Regions from separate parts of the Sus scrofa genome. Here region 2 is linked to region 1. The links are chromatin contacts, called in public promoter capture Hi-C maps. All regions are on one chromosome and are shown on one strand. The core of a region is the stretch at or near the end of the contact, and the rest is flanking DNA. Distances in the headings are between cores, read along the strand shown.

Region 1 (7,702 bases), core at 719-3,218:
AAGCGTGAGAAGAAAGAATAGGAAGAAGAAGAAAGACAGACACAAGGAGAAACAGTAAGGTATTATGTCCATTACCGTCCTTTGAAATAGTAAGGAGACAATCACTCTTCCCAGTTCTTCAATTGTGATTTTTTTTTGTCCTTAAACTTAATTCTTAAACTCTGAGAGTGACAGGTGAGAAGAGACTTACCTTTCAGCGCACGAAAGAAAAAAGAAAACTGGAATGGCTTCCGTCTAGTAAAAACGAGGAGATAAAAGTTATCTCCAAAAGAGTAGATGGCATGAGCCAAAATGTGAGAGCAGAGAGTACATTTGAGGAACGCAGAACAGTCTTTTCAGAGCTGAAGCTTGAAGTCCACATATAGGAACAATAGAAAATGCTGCTGGAAGGCCTTGTATAGCAGGCAAGGAGTTAGACATATACTCAGCAGGCAGCGGTTGTGTTAAAGTAAATAGCAGTCATGGTGTGGACTAAAATTTTCTAGTTCTGAGTTCAGAAGACCAGAAGACTGTCGATACTGGATAGTCCTTACTCTAAACCTTAGATTATCTCTAAAATAGAGGTGATGAGGCAGTTGTGACGATTACTTCAGGTACGATGACAAGGTGTGTTTGCTTTGAAAATGTCAAAATGTTATACAAATGCACGTTCTCACTGCTGTGAGGATTTAATTGATGCTTAAAAACTTCTAGCCTGGGATCTTCCATACCCTTGGAGGACAAGGCAGGTGTGGCCAGAAAAAAAAAAAAAAAGAAAAAACAGTGACTGAAATGGCAAAATCACAAAGGTGATGGATGTAGAACGGAAAAGGGGGCAAGAGGAATGATATTTTGAAAAAGAGTTAACTGATTAAAAGATAATTTACAAATTATAAATTCTAATTTATCCCTCCCTCTCTTTCCCCTTTGGTAACCATGTTTTCTATGCCCGTGGGTCTATTTCTGTTTTGTAAATAAGTTCATTTGCATTTATGTGTATTTTCATAAGGAGTCTGTCCTAATCAGACTTTTTGGCTTGCTTTTCCACTCCAACTCCTAGGAGGCTTTGATAGCTTTTCTTCCTCAAAACCAAGCAGGCCGCAGCCAGCAGGTGGCTCTGCAGGAGGAAGGACAAAGAATCCCTTTAGGATGTAGACATCTGCGGATTACTAACCTTAACTAACCTTCAGCTCCCAACAACTCAGTCGCACTTTCGCCCCGACTCTAATAAAGGCAGGTCGCGTTGTGTGTAATTAAGGATTTCGCTGTTCAAAATGGGACCTGTGGCTTCGTCTCCTCAACCCCGCGCTAACATTAAACTGACGGTGTATTTGGTCAGGTTGTTAAAATGCTGTGAGAAGAGCTGTCCCAATATCTCCATTTCCCGGTTAAAGAAGTTGAGGTGACCCCTGCATAACTAAATACAAGAGATAATTGAGACTATCCTGATAGTTTAAAGAAAAATTGATGCAAACAGGCAATTATCTAAACGTTTCCCAACAATGTAGAGTTTTAGCGTTATAAGGTTCCTAACTGAAAGTCCAAACGCAACCTCACTCTCCAGATTTGTTTAAGGAGTAAGGAGAGACGCAGCAAGCGCGGCTTCTTTTAAATGGAAGCTTGAGACGGAGACCTCTCCGTTGCAGGCGGCACCTCTCCGTTGCAGGCGGGCAGCCGCTTACAGACACACCAAACGCACACACGCAGACACTGCAGCTACCAAAGCGCAAAATAAAGGGCAAAACTGAAGCCTTTACCTTTTTCAACCACGACGCTAGCAGGACAGGTTACGCCCCAACACTAACTCTTCAGGGGCGCTCAGAAGAGACTTGGTTACCATGGCCACGGAGGAACCCTGCGGGATAGCGTTTTTCTAAACCACACATATTAGCGCAATTCCTCCCACGCAGGTTCCCTAGCTCGGCAATCGACTATCCACCCCTGATTGCGTTCGGCGCTCCCCTCTCTGCCCTTGCGCCTGCGTACTCTGACTCCTGCCCTGATCGCTGCGGCCCTGATCGGGAAGTGTCAAGCGGGAGCTGGGGTTCCCCCGCCTTCGCCGCTACCACCGCCGATCCCGGGACGCCATACCCAGGCCCCGGCCCAGCCGCCATGACGAACGGTGAGAACCAATGCCCAGAGCGGCGGAGGAGAGAGCAGAGCGAGAGGAAACGTGGCGGGCGGAGCCGGGACTGACGTGGCCGCTCTCCCCGCCCCCTCCCAGCCCAGTCCCCCCTTGTTCTCTTGGGGCCGTAACTCCTGTTCCCTCAACCCCTCTGCGGGTTCCTCCGCCCTGTGCCCATCTGGAACCCTCAGTGCTTCATGTGCCCCCTCCCCGAGTCCTTGGCCCCTACCCTGTGCTTTCCCTTGTCCCCTTTCTAGAAGTTCGTTCTGGCCCTTAATGTCGCTTTAGCACCAGTGAAAAACAGATCCTTCTCACAGCCCTCTGCGTTCTCATACTTTTGGATAGTAAGCTCCTAGGGAGGACAAAAAAATCAGAGGATTTTTGGCTCCACATTTGGGGGGGCAGTGAATGTAGACTCAAAAAAAAGTTCTACTTGTTTTGCAAAAATGCTTTAAAGTTTTCTCTTATTTGATTCTAAAGTCCTGCCTGGACGATCCCATCTGGAGACCATGGTTAGTGTTGCAGGGTTTGCATTTAGACACTGCCTCTTCTAAATGATGTGGCAGTTGCTACCCTGTTTGTCTGACCTAATTTTTCAGGTGTCTTCAAACACTTTATGGACATGATTACCGAATTCCAGGGAAGGGCAAGAAACAAAGCCTTTGCAGTCTTTAGCATCAACCTTAACAAGAAAGATGAGAAGGCTTCTTAGGCAGTATAATTTGAGGCGCATAGGAGAGCATCTCTCAAAAGTACTTCTCCATAAACCTGGTACTGAGGGTTCACATTTCCCGTCCTTGTGGCTTTTGGCTTTACCTGTCAGAATTTATGGTAGAAAAAGACTAGCAAGTAAAATATTGTTCAGCATAAAAACTTAGTGTATGTTTTAATTTACTGGACGCTTGTTTTAATTTGGCTGTGGGGTAGTTTTACTGGAAGGAGAGAGGGCGGTACACTGGTGGCCCAGAACTGGCAGATGCTGGTTTTGTAAAATATCCTTTTGGAGCTTCAGGAGCAGTCAGAGGTCCGAGGTTATTAGGCACAGTACAGGAAGGGATATCACCCAGAGGAAGAAATCATCTAAACTGAGAAATAAGAGAGCAGTTGGAACACAGTAATTATTGAATAAATGTTCATGACCCATCACCCTTTATTTATTTATTTATTTTTTTGCACTTAGGTGATTCATTGTGTTAATAAGAAACAGCTTGGGGAGTTCCCACTGTGGTGCATGGGTTAAGAACCCGATTGCAGCAGCTCAGGTCACTGTGTAGGTGCAGGTTCAATCCCCAGCCTGCTGCAGCAGGTTAAAGGATCTGTTTTGGTTTACATATGTAAGAAATAGAACTAATTGTTCAAAGGTTTTTTCCCCCACAATCGTCGTCCCACTATGTCCAAGCCTCAGATACTTTTTTTTTTTTCAAGAATGTTATTCTGGTAGAAATTTGGTTTGTAAGTAGAGTACATGTGAAGTGTAAGATAAGCATTGGAAAATTTACATGTGAAGTGTAAGATAAGCATTGGAAAATTTTAGTCATATGGATTTGAACTCTTGCAGTCTCCATTAAGCTTTACATTTGCCTTGTGTGTTGTTCACCAGCGGATGCTGACCTGAGAGATGTGGCTAAATATCTAGCTTTCCTTTATCACATGAGTTCTTTATAATAAGAACATGTTTAATTCTCTCCATTCAGGCACCAAGGGTTCTTATGCCTCTCTCAACCTATTGCCAGTCAGCATTCCCAGTAGGCTGATTCCACATAAAGCAAAGCACCCTTCTCAGAATTTATAGTTCTTGAAAGTGGAGGGAAGGGAGCAGTGAGATTTTTGTTGGGGAAATATCTACAAGTGATTTTGAGGAACAATAAAGTAACCTTGTGAGTCCCAGGACCATGGCTCCCTCATGTCACCGGCTGGCGCTGCAGTCGAGGTTATCATCTTGATATTCTGTCGCACTCTGTTCTGTGGGCTCCCCTCTCCCCAGCTAGATTAGCACCAAAGGTCTTCTCCTCTTTCTCTAACAGTGTACTCGCTGGATGGAATTCTGGTGTTCGGCTTGCTCTTTGTTTGTACCTGTGCCTACTTCAAGAAGGTACCTCGCCTCAAAACCTGGCTGCTCTCAGAGAAGAAGGGAGTTTGGGGTGTGTTTTACAAAGGTGAGATCATATCTGTCAGGGGGAGGAGAGGACAGTGAGGCGCTACACAGTGGGGGTGGGATGGGCGGGATCGTTATTTGGTTTCACTTTGACATAATTATTTAAGCCCCAAGATAATCTGGTAATCTCTATGGAGAAAAGTATGTATATTAAACAAGCTTAGACTGAACTGGCATTGTTAGGAATATTTTCCTGATGAAACATTTTTCTGAATTTCTAGAAAGAATGAACTGGAGCCTCTTTTAAGTTTTGATTTCAGGAGTTCCCATTGTGGTTCAGTGGTTAACGAATCCAACTAGGAACCATGAGGTTGCAGGTTTGATCCCTGGCCTCGCTCAGTGGGTTAAGGATCCAGCGTTGCCTTGAGCTGTGGCGTAGGTCGCAGTCATGGCTCGGATCTCGAGTGGCTGCGGCGTAGGCCGGCACCTGCAGCTCTGATTCGACCCCTAGCCTGGGAACCTCCATATGCCACAGGTGCGGCCCTAGAAACGACAAAAAAATTTTTTTTGATTTTATTCATTCGGATGTTTTTTTACTTCTTATTTGGGCACCTTTATCTGGAATCCTACTTACCTAAATCTTTTTTCAAAATAGGGCAAAATGTAAACAAACAGTATATTCTCCTAGAACTCAGGGCTTAAGGGTCGTATTTAATTTCATCCCTGGGTGGGGTCTTGAGACCCTTGCTAGGTCTCTTCATCTGTGCCTAGAGATTTCAGAATATCACCTTGAAAATGAGGACTTATATGAAAGGCAAGGTGTGATTTTTCTTTCTCTTTTTATTTTTTCCTGCTAGCCGCTGTGATTGGAACCAGGCTACATGCTGCTGTGGCAATTGCCTGCGTGGTAATGGCCTTCTACGTCCTGTTTATAAAATGAATTCCAAAGCATCCATTTCATCAGCCGCCAACCAAGGGGACAAGGGTGAAGAAGATGTTGGGGGCCTGGGCCCAGTGTAGGAGAGTTCAGCTAAAATCATCCAAGCCCCCAGGATGAGACCACCGCATCTGCCCCTACCGTATGGTGGGAAAACTCCTCGTGGTTACAAACATTATTTATGCTTCAGGGGACTCCAGGAAGCCACCTTCCTTTGACCTGTGTGTAAATCAGTCCTCAGCAGAGAGTATATAATGTCCAGACAAATTACATCCATCAGTGATATGATTACATACCTCCTGCTTAAAAACCTGTCACCGATTTTATTCTTCAGCCCCTCATCGGGATCTTTTCAAACTGAGGCTCATTAAGGAAGACCTGTGCTCAAACCTCTTGGAAGGAGGGATAATTTTCAAGACTTGACTTTTTTTTTTTTCCTGTTTGATTTGGATTTGACAAATTGCAGGGGGTGGGGGGACTGGGTGGGAAAAAGGAGTTATACAAAACAAAAAATTTGGCTTTGGAAATTTACCTTTCATATACGCACCTGGGAACATGAGGGAGAGGGCATGATCCTCACTGCACAAAAGAACAGATGACACAACTCTGAGTTTTACACGGAGAATCTGGGCCTGCCTATGACTTGGAAATGACCTGTCTGTGATGAGAGGGGAAAGGAGTAGTGAGAAGGAAACAATGTTCTATTCGCCAATTTTCTCAAAAGGAAACTTTACCCCCAGCACATGCTAAATGGAAACTGTGGCTAATTTCCGAAAGCTTTTAATATTACTGAGTGCTCCATATTGTCACTCAGTTTTAAATGCCACCACTAGGGGAAAGAGAAACTATTGAAGAAATAATTGTTTAATATATTTGCAGTGGGGTAGAAGAAATAAATAAATCTAGTATATTAGTTCATATACTAGTAAAGTCATCTGGAATTTATTGTGATGTTAGGTGGAAGTTCCGTCATGTTATCCAAGATACAGACTTAGTCTTTGTTTAAATCTGAGTTATCATGACAATTTTTAGTTGATTACTCGTGTTTCTTTTTATTTTTTTTTATTTTATTTTTTACTCATGTTTCTTAACCCACTCTTTAATTTTCTTCGTATTGCAATACTCTTTAGCTATCTCTTGGAAATTAGAAGAACATGAGAAATTTGAATAAGTGAGAGAAGTTGTTGACATTCATAGACATGTTTGGACAGTTCACAGAATCTGTGAATAAAATGGGGGTGTTTCCTGAAGTAAAAGAAAACAGAAGTTTGCAGTTGAGATTGACGGGCTTTTCCATGGGGTATGGCAACTCCTGAGCAAATCATTTTAGGTGACTGCATTTGAAGGGAAAACGTCTCCATTCCCTCATCTTTATGCCTGCAAAAGGTCAGCTGTTGCATTTATGAAACCTAGATCTTCTCTATTAAAAAAGAGAGTTGATCTAAAATTAAATTATTGTAAAGAGCAAGCATAGACATACGTCTATCAGTTGAATTGTTCATTACAGTAAAACTTGACTGTGGACAAGTTGACTGGACAAGTTGACTGTGGCAGTAAACTGTCTTTTGTCTCATTCCAAAAAGAACAAAAACTGCTAGGAAGTTCAGGTTCTGAAATATGAGTTTGGTGCTTTTAAGGGTTCCTAGAAGTATAGAAAGTCATCAAGTAAACACTACATTTCTAATCATCTCGGAGTTGTGGCTGTTGTCTTCAGCAATTGATCCACAGGGTAAATTTCAATGATTCATGTATTTTCCATTGTTGCTTCTGAGGGTCTTTCACACAAGACAAAGGAAAGCTAGTGGAACGGAAAGAAGAGTTACACCTTGTGGGTGTGAGTTTGGAACCTGCTGGTCAATGGGAATGTCACTCCCTGGAAATACAGGTTCAGCATGTTTTGCACTTGTTATTTTGTAGCTTTAATGACTTTTGTTTTCTAATAGGGCTAACATCTCTAAGCTTGGTGCTTAGAGCCGCTTCATATTTTAAACTAGTTCCATTTCACAGCTCTAGTTGTTCAAACCAGTTTTTACAGCCTCCTGGATGGGTCATCTTGACCTAAACTCTTGAACTATTATGTTTGAGATGTCTTCATACCAGAATGTACCAAAAAGTACACAGCGTGAAGGTAATTTAAAGCAAATAACAAACACACAGTTTATTTCATGTCTTGACTTTATGTAAGCAGATAAGCAGAAACTTGCTTAATTTGTCACTTTGGTTGGTGTGTCATCTATTTTTGACTGAAAATTGTAGGAAGTTGTTTCTCTAAAGGAGTCCATTTAGGGGTAGAAGAACGGGGTTAGCAGTTTTGCCTCAGATTCAAACTGGCATCACCATAAACCCAGTATGCTGGGGTGGAATGAAATCAGCTTTTTATAGTTGAAATAAAATTTTTTATTCACCATTGTCTGCACAAATCCTTGAAAATAAAATTTCTTTCCCTACCATTTTGTCCATTTGTCAAATACATGCTGATTTTTTTTTTATTTTTTATTTTTTTGTCTTTTCTAGGGCCACACCCTCTGCACATGGAGGTTCCCAGGCTAGGGGTTTAATCAGAGCT
Region 2 (7,804 bases), core at 3,948-6,447, 190 kb before region 1:
CTGTGCTATGCAGCAGGATCCCATTGCTAATACATTCCAAAGGCAATATTCTGCATCTATTAACCCCAAATTCCCAGTCTCTCCCACTCCCTCCTCCTCCCTCTTGGCAACCTGTTCTCCATGTCCATGATTTTCTTTTCTGTGGAAAGGTTCATTTGTGCATTATATTAGATTCCAGATATAAGTGATATCATATGGTATGTGTCTTTCTCTTTCTGACTTACCTCACTTAGTATGAGAATCTCTAGTTCCATCCATGTTGCTGCAAATGGCATTATTTTGTTCTTTTTTATGGCTAAGTAGTATTCCATTGTGTATGTGTACACCACATCTTCTTAATCCAATCATATGTCAATAGACATTTAGGTTGTTTCCATGTCTTGACTATTGTGAATAGTGCTGCAATGAACATGTGGATGCATGTGACTTTTTCAAGGAAAGTTTTGTCCAGATACATGCCCAAGAGTGGGATTGCTGGGTCATATGGTAGTTCTTTTATACAGTTTTCTGAGTTACCTCCATACTGTTTTCCATGGTGGTTGTACCAATTTACATTCCCACAAACAGTGCAAGAGGGTTCCCTTTTCTCTACACCCTCTGCAGCATTTATTTGTGGATTTTTTAATGATGGCCATTCTGACTGGTGTGAGATGGTACCTTGTAGTAGTTTTGATTTGCATTTCTCTAATAATTAGTGATGTTGAGCATGTTTTCATGTGTCTGTTGGCCATCTTTATATCTTCTTTGGAGAAATGTCTATTCAGGTCTTCTGCCCATTTTTTCCATTGGGTTGTTGGCTTTTTTGCTGTTGAATTGTATAAGTTGTTCGTATATTTTAGAGATTAAGCCCTTGTCAGTTGCATCATTTGAAACTATTTTATCCCATTCTGTAAGTTGTCTTTTTGGGTTTTTTATGGTTTCCTTTGCTGTGCAAAAGCTTGTCAGTTTCATTAGGTCCCATTGGTTTATTTTTGCTTTTATTTCTGTTGTTTTGGGAGACTGAACTGCAAAAACATTTGTAAGGTTGATATCAGAGAATGTTTTGCCTATGTTCTCTTCTAGGAGTTTGATGGTGCCTTGTCTTACATTTGCGTCCATAAGCCATTTTGAGTTTATTTTTGTGCATGGTGTGACAGTGTGTTCCAGTTTCATTGACTTACATGTGGCTGTCCAGTTTTCCCAGCACCACTTGCTGAAACCACTTAGTAAATTTTCTGTTTGTTTTCTGGACAACGCAAGTAGAATAGATTATTGACTTTGGTTAAAAAAAAAAAAAATCAGAGAGGACGTATTTCCCCCTCCATCCTTTGTTAAAGCTGATTATAGGCAATGTTCTTTTGTAGTCTTCTAGAAAGAGGCTGAAGAGCCCTCAAGGGGGAAATCCTGATTTTATGTGTGGAGTCTTATGAGAGTCGTCATCTTGACAGGAATCTGACCTTTGTCTTTTCTTACCAGGCCTCATGAGACCATGACAACCAAAATTCAAGTTCACCTGGTTTGGCAAAGACAAACTTGACTTCGGTGTTCTCCTTACCTCTTTTACTAGTTCTTAGCTTCTGAGTGATCCTTACTTTCATGCTGGGTCATTGATAAAGTTTCTGTTGTTTTAATATTCGGAAGCATTTTCAGTTATTCTCCGTGTAAGAGTTGGACAAAGTATCTATTTCATTACTGTCAGAAGTGGAACTCTACAGAGTGATTTTATCCTCTACTTTTTAATCTGAAAAATTCCAGATTTCCAGAAAAGGTAAAATAATAGCACATGAACAGTGCAGTATAAGAATATATGTCTCCCCATATATCCTCACCTAGATCTATTTGTTAATCTTTTTTGTATTTCTCTCTTTTTCTGCATTTTGCTGAGCCACTTGAATATAAGTTTCAGAACTCATGGCTCTTTACGCTTAGATATTTCAGCTTGCATCTTCTAAAAATAAAAGAAAATCTATATGAAGATAACTCCATGGCATACCTAATAAAATGAACAGTAATTCCTTAATATCATCTAATATGCAGTCTATATTCAAATTTCCCCAACTGTTTCTTTCTTTTTCGGCTGCACCCAAGGCATATGGAAGTTCCCAGGCCTGGGATAAATTTGAGCTGCAGCTTCGACCTACGCCACAGCAGTGGCCATGCTGGAGCCTTAATCCACTGCACCATAGCAGGACTTCCCCAATTGTTTCTTTCTTTCTTTCTTTTTTTTTTTTCTTTTTGCCTTTTCTAGAGCCACTCCTGCAGCATATGGAGGTTCCCAGGCTGGGGGTCTAATCGGAGCTCTAGCCTCCGGCCTACACCAGAGCCACAGCAATGCCAGATCTGAGCCGTGTCTGTGACCTACACCACAGCTCACAGCAACACTGGATCCTTAACCCACTGAGCAAGGCCAGGGATCAAACCAACCACCTCATGGTTCCTAGTCGGATTCATGAACCACTGCACCATGACGGTTGTTTCTTAAATGTCATTTATAGTCTCCTTCTCCCCTTCATCCTCTTCCTCCCCCCCTCCCCTCCCCCCTCCTCCCCCTCCCCTTCCCTTCCCCTTCTTCCCTTCTTCTTCCCCTTCTTCTCTCCTCCTTCTTCTTCCTCCTCTTCTTCTTTTCTCCTCTCTCTCTGATTTAGAAGTTCATTAAGATTCTGTACATTTTTGGATGTTTTTCATGACAATGATGTCTCTGAAGAGTCCAGACTAGCCGTCTTGTAGAATGTCTCAAATTCTGGCTTTGTTTCGTCGTGTTCTTTTAAAAATATAAACAGATGAAATTATTCCCATGTTCAAAATCTCCCACTGGCTTCCATAACATTTGGACCATAAAGTCCAAACACATTACCCTGTTTACAAAGACCCACACGAACCGTGTGCTCCTCTCTCCTTCAGTGCACTTAAGCTGTAGTGGCCTCTTTCCGGGTTCTCAAACCCACGAAGCTTGTCCCACAGGCTTTAGCTTTAGTCCTTGCACTCACTATTCCCTTTGCCAAATGCGTTCCTCCCTGAGCTTTTGCTGGAAAGTTGGCTCCTTCTGGAAATTAAAAATCTCAGTTTGAATACCATCCTTTCAGGCTGGCCTCTCTTACACTGACCCTCAGTGTAAAGCAGTCCTTCGGTCACTTCCTCTCACATCATCCTACGCTGAATTCTCTGCCCGGTACCCATCACAGCTTGGCATATTTCTTGTTATTTATTTTAATTGAATTCCAGGCGGGTGGGCTGTGTTCTGTCTTGTTCATTACTACATTCCCAGCACCTAGAACAGTTCCTGACAGAGCTAAAACTGAAGAAATTCTTGCTGAATACTGTGATGAATAAGCTGAAAGGTGAAAAGAAGCCAGCCATCTAAAGAGCCTGGGGGGAAAATCTTGCAGAAGGAACAGCCAGGGAGAAGGCCCTGAGAGAACCCTGAGGCTTAGTTCTAAGGTCTGCAGAATGTCAGTGTATTTGGAGGGAAAAATACAGGAAGGGCAAGGTGGTTTAGGGCTTAGTGGGCCACAGTAGGGGGAATTTAGATTTTACTTTAAATCAAATGAGAAGTCAATAAGGTTTTCAAGTAGGAGAATGACATATTCTGATTTATACCTTTTAAAAGATAATTTAAAAGCTAATTCATGAGCTCCTGCTGTGGTGCAGCAGGATTGGCAGTATCTTGGGAGCGCTGGGACACGGTTTCGATCCCTGGCCCAACACAGTGGGTTAAGGATCTGCCATTGCCACAGCTGTGGCTTAGATCGCAGCTGCGGCTCGGATCTGATCCTTGGCTTGGGGAGCTCCATATGCCATGGGGCAGCCAAAAATATATATATAAATAAAAGATAATTCAATTTGAGCAAGATGAAGATAACTAATATGAGTGATAGAAAGTCACATGTGTAAGTGAAGATTTGTAAAGGGGAAATAATTATTCATTCAGAGAGGATGAATTTGATATATTGTACTCTCTTTGTGGCTTTTCTATCAACACCCAAAAAAGAATTTATGACTAAGTAGGGATTATAATACCTACCTCTGAAATAATACAGTGAGCTAATTCAGCTGTTGTTTACAAGCACCTGATAGTAAAGGTAGTTGTTGATAATAATGATAATAAGAAACATTTACTAAGCAGTTGAGCACGATGTTAACTACTTAACAAAACTTGCCTCACTGAAGCATCACAACCACCATCTTATTAAAAGATTTACAGTTGTGTTTTATAGTTGAGGAAACTAGGGCTAAAAAAAAATAAGTAACTTGTTCAAGGTCAATCGGCCAGTAAGTGGCAGAGGTGGAACTCAAACCTAGGTCTAGTCTGATGCCAAAGCTCTTATTTTAACCAGTTTGCCAAACATAACGCTTTCCCAGTAAGAGAAATGCTACTTGGATCACTGGTTTCAGTATCACTCAGAGAGATACTGAAACTGGGGTTTTCTTTAACATATCCTTCAACCTGTAGAAACATTTCATTTCAGTGGAGAAATATCTATTTGAGAAATAATCTGATAAAATTCGTCAGGTTATTTAGTGGAGAAAGACTGCAGCCTTAATATTTTTGTGAAGAACAAACAGACCTGTTTTTCGGGGGAGGGGGGACTTGATATAGAGAGGAAGTGAATGGAAATAAAAATTATTCGTCCCAGTGTATTTGGAACACAGCTGCTTGAAAGTAAGCAAAGCTACCACCCAATTTTCCTGGGAATCAGTGATTCCGCAGTCAACACAAGTTTGCTTTTTTAACAGCTGGGGACGCCAGAATTGTGACCTAACCTCAAGAACTGAGGCTGCCTTGTTCAGACTTTCACACGGGTCCCTCTGTTCCTTTCACAGAGCCCTCTTTTTCTTAAACATCCCCGCAAGTGCCCTTGGGAGACTCATTCTCCTGGCAGGGACCAAGCCGTCAGGGCAAGAGGCACTTGTTTGGGATTCCCACCTTTTAAAAGGGTCTGGGACAGTCCGACGGACTTTTTCTGGACGATATTTATTGCCCCACCCTCAGTGTCTGGAAAAGAAACAGGAGGGAAAGAAAGCGACTTTAGTTCGGTGGTTGAGGACAGAGCCCGGGGGCAGTGGAGGACCAGGCGCCCCGAGGTTCGCTTAATCCCACTCGCGTCCCCCGCCCGCCTGGACCCGGGAGGCGGTGCGCAGATGGCCCCGCCCCCGCCCCGCCTCCCGCTCCGGCCATTGGTGGGTCCGAAAGACGCGGGGCGTTGTCTGTTTGAATGGGAGCGCCTGGGAGCTGGGGCGCAAGCGCAGAGGAGGGCAGGGGGAGCGGGCTGGCGGCGCTGCGGGACCCCTGCGTGGCGGCTGACTAGGAGAGGAGAGCCCCGGAGTTCTGGCCCACGTGACCTGCGGCGGTGGGGGCGCTGGCCTGCGGGGCCTCTGCCTGAGGACTCGCCGAGGGGAGGGAACTCGCCGTGGGGAGGGGCCTCGGCCACCCGCCCGTCGCCGAGGCGGCCGCTGCTGCAGCTTCGCCCTGTCGGCGGTGCTCCGCAGGCTCTCCCGCCCCAGGGAGGTGAGTTCGGAGGGGTGTTTGTGGGCTCCCGGCGGAGGAGGAGACAAGCAGGGGCGTGTGTGTGTGTGTGTGTGTGTGAGAGTGAGTGTGAGTGTGAGAGAGAGAGTGTGAGGGGCGACCTCCTTTGTTCGAGGTTGGGGAGTGGGCCGGGGTGGTCTCGGGGACCGGCGTCGAGAAACTAGAAACTCGGGTCAGGAGCACCCCGCTGCCCTTCGAGCCTCAGTTGCTTTCAGGTTGGGGAATTAACAATGGGAGAATTCTTAAGAGCTTCGTTCTCCAGTTTTTTGTTTTTTAAGTAAAAGTGTAATAGGTTACAACAACTTCTCACATGTCCTGCGTGTAAATAACAACCAGATTAAAAATCTGAAACCCTGTGGAATTAAATCCGAGGCAGATCGCGTTCGCTTGTAGTCGTGAGTTTGCCGTCTAAGGAGGACAGTCTTTGTCAGACACCTGCGTTTACCATATTGAAATTCGTGAATTTGGGGGCACCAACCTGTTGATTTACCAGAGAAATTCGTGGTTGCTGCAAAAAGTTTTAGTAAGGGTAGAATATTAAGAAAACCCTTTCCTAAAAATCTGTGGAATATCTTCGAGTAGTGGAAAGTGGAAAAGCTATAATTTCGTTGTATTTATATGGTAACCAGTTGGCTTATTTTAACTGGTGTTATTTGAACTCTTAAAACGAGTAGAGATGGAAATTTTGCCTTAATGCATAATTTAACCCTCCCGTGGAATTAAACGGAGTGGATTCTTGGCTTTCAGTCGGCTAGTATTGGTGTCTCGGGTGGCGTGTGTGGGAGACGCTGAATTTTCAAGCTGCCACTTTAGAAGGGTGCGCGGAAGATTTCCGGCCTGATAACCACCAATGTGATTACCTCTGATAAATATCGCTTTTGCTTGGCTTGTCATTATTCAAGAAGCAGCTTTGGTTGATTGTTTGAAAGTCAGTGAGCAACGTTAAAAAAGCGAAGATTGCTGTGGGTTGGCGTGTGTGTGTGTGCGCGCGCCCGCGCGGAGAGTGGGTGCTTTGGAGAGGAAGGGACGGTCTCATACCTACCTTCCTCCTGGCAAGCTCTTTTTCAGGCCATTATTTATAATATAGGGAGTTGAGCAGATACAAAGTAAAAAGTTGGGTGTTACTGTTGTAGAGGCATTCCTTTCAGATCCTCTTTGGCTAGATAAGTAGTTTAGTTATATTGATTTTCATGAAATCAGGCATGCAGTGTTAAAAATATTATATTTTGATAGAAATCTTAAACTTGCTACTAGACTAATTAAAACAAAGATAGGGTATTGTAGTTGTTAAAATGGCCTTGTTCTTAGATTTACCTAAAAGACAGAGATTTTGTAACTAGTTCTGTGGAATTTTAAAACTGAACACCTGACATAGAGACTAGTATTCTAAATCTATTCTAAGAGACATGTTACTTTTTCTAATAACAATGGCAATGATTATTATTACTACTACATTGAATACTTTTGTTAAGTACCAGAGCCAGGCGTTGAGGTGCTTTTTATAAATCAGATCTCTAATCATCATGACAGATGTTGAATAAGTATCATTATGCCCAAATCAACACTGAGAGTTTAAATAGCTCAAGATCGTATAACTAATAAGTCATTGTGCTGAGATTCAGACCACCTCCTGGTCCTAAAGCACATGCTTTGTTGCTTCTGTGTTTGCTTAAATCTCCTCCAGGTCTCTGGATTCCATTTGTAGAGACATAATCCTACCCCCCCCCCCCCCCGCCCCTGCACCTGTGGCACATGAAAGTTCTGGGGCCTGAGATCGAATTCGAGCCACAGCTTCGACCTAAACCATAGCTGCAGCAATGCTAGATCCTGAACCCACTGTGCCACAGCAAGAACTCCATAATTCTACTTTTAAGATGCCTATTGTGCTATGCTTTGCTGTAAACTATGGAGAAACAGTTTAGCTCTTCTTTTAGCCTAGCTAACTTCCTTTCAGTATCTTATAAATCATGTAACATTATAATATCCTTTAATCATCAAAAACAGTACAAAATTAAGAGTAAGACTTGGCTGAGTTATTTGTGTGAATATGAATACACTGTTTACCGCGGAACAGAAATTATGAAAAGTCTGGTTTTCTGGCTATCATAGGATTCTTTGCTGCTTCATAGTTCTTCCTAGGCAAGAAATCAAAATAGTTTGTTGGATGTCGATTATGTGCAAAGCAATTTGCTTGGTGTTATGGGATGAGGAGAGAAGAGCTCCTTTTCCAAAGTGGTTTCTGGGGTTTTTGCAGTAACTTTTTTCTGCCCTGCTCTATATGTTGCTGTCAGTTTATCTTCC

The links. Promoter capture Hi-C pulls out the DNA fragments that hold promoters and counts their contacts.
Region 2: a promoter capture Hi-C map of fetal liver shows a contact between it and region 1, with 3 times the contacts expected there. The contact joins the promoter of GPSM2 here to the promoter of TMEM167B in region 1. A contact is called at or near these places in 1 of 5 promoter capture datasets (fetal liver) and 1 of 2 datasets of contacts at active chromatin or transcription factors (skeletal muscle).

The regions. Positions count from the first base shown.
Region 1 is chr4:110,965,775-110,973,476 of Sscrofa11.1, reverse strand. TMEM167B (protein kish-B) reads left to right here and starts at 1,968. Exons shown (of 3, transcript XM_001926138.5): 1 at 1,968-2,101; 2 at 4,129-4,260; 3 at 5,057-7,586. The coding sequence starts at 2,092. The coding sequence ends at 5,139.
Region 2 is chr4:111,163,295-111,171,098 of Sscrofa11.1, reverse strand. GPSM2 (G-protein-signaling modulator 2) reads left to right here and starts at 5,197. Exons shown (of 15, transcript XM_021090096.1): 1 at 5,197-5,485.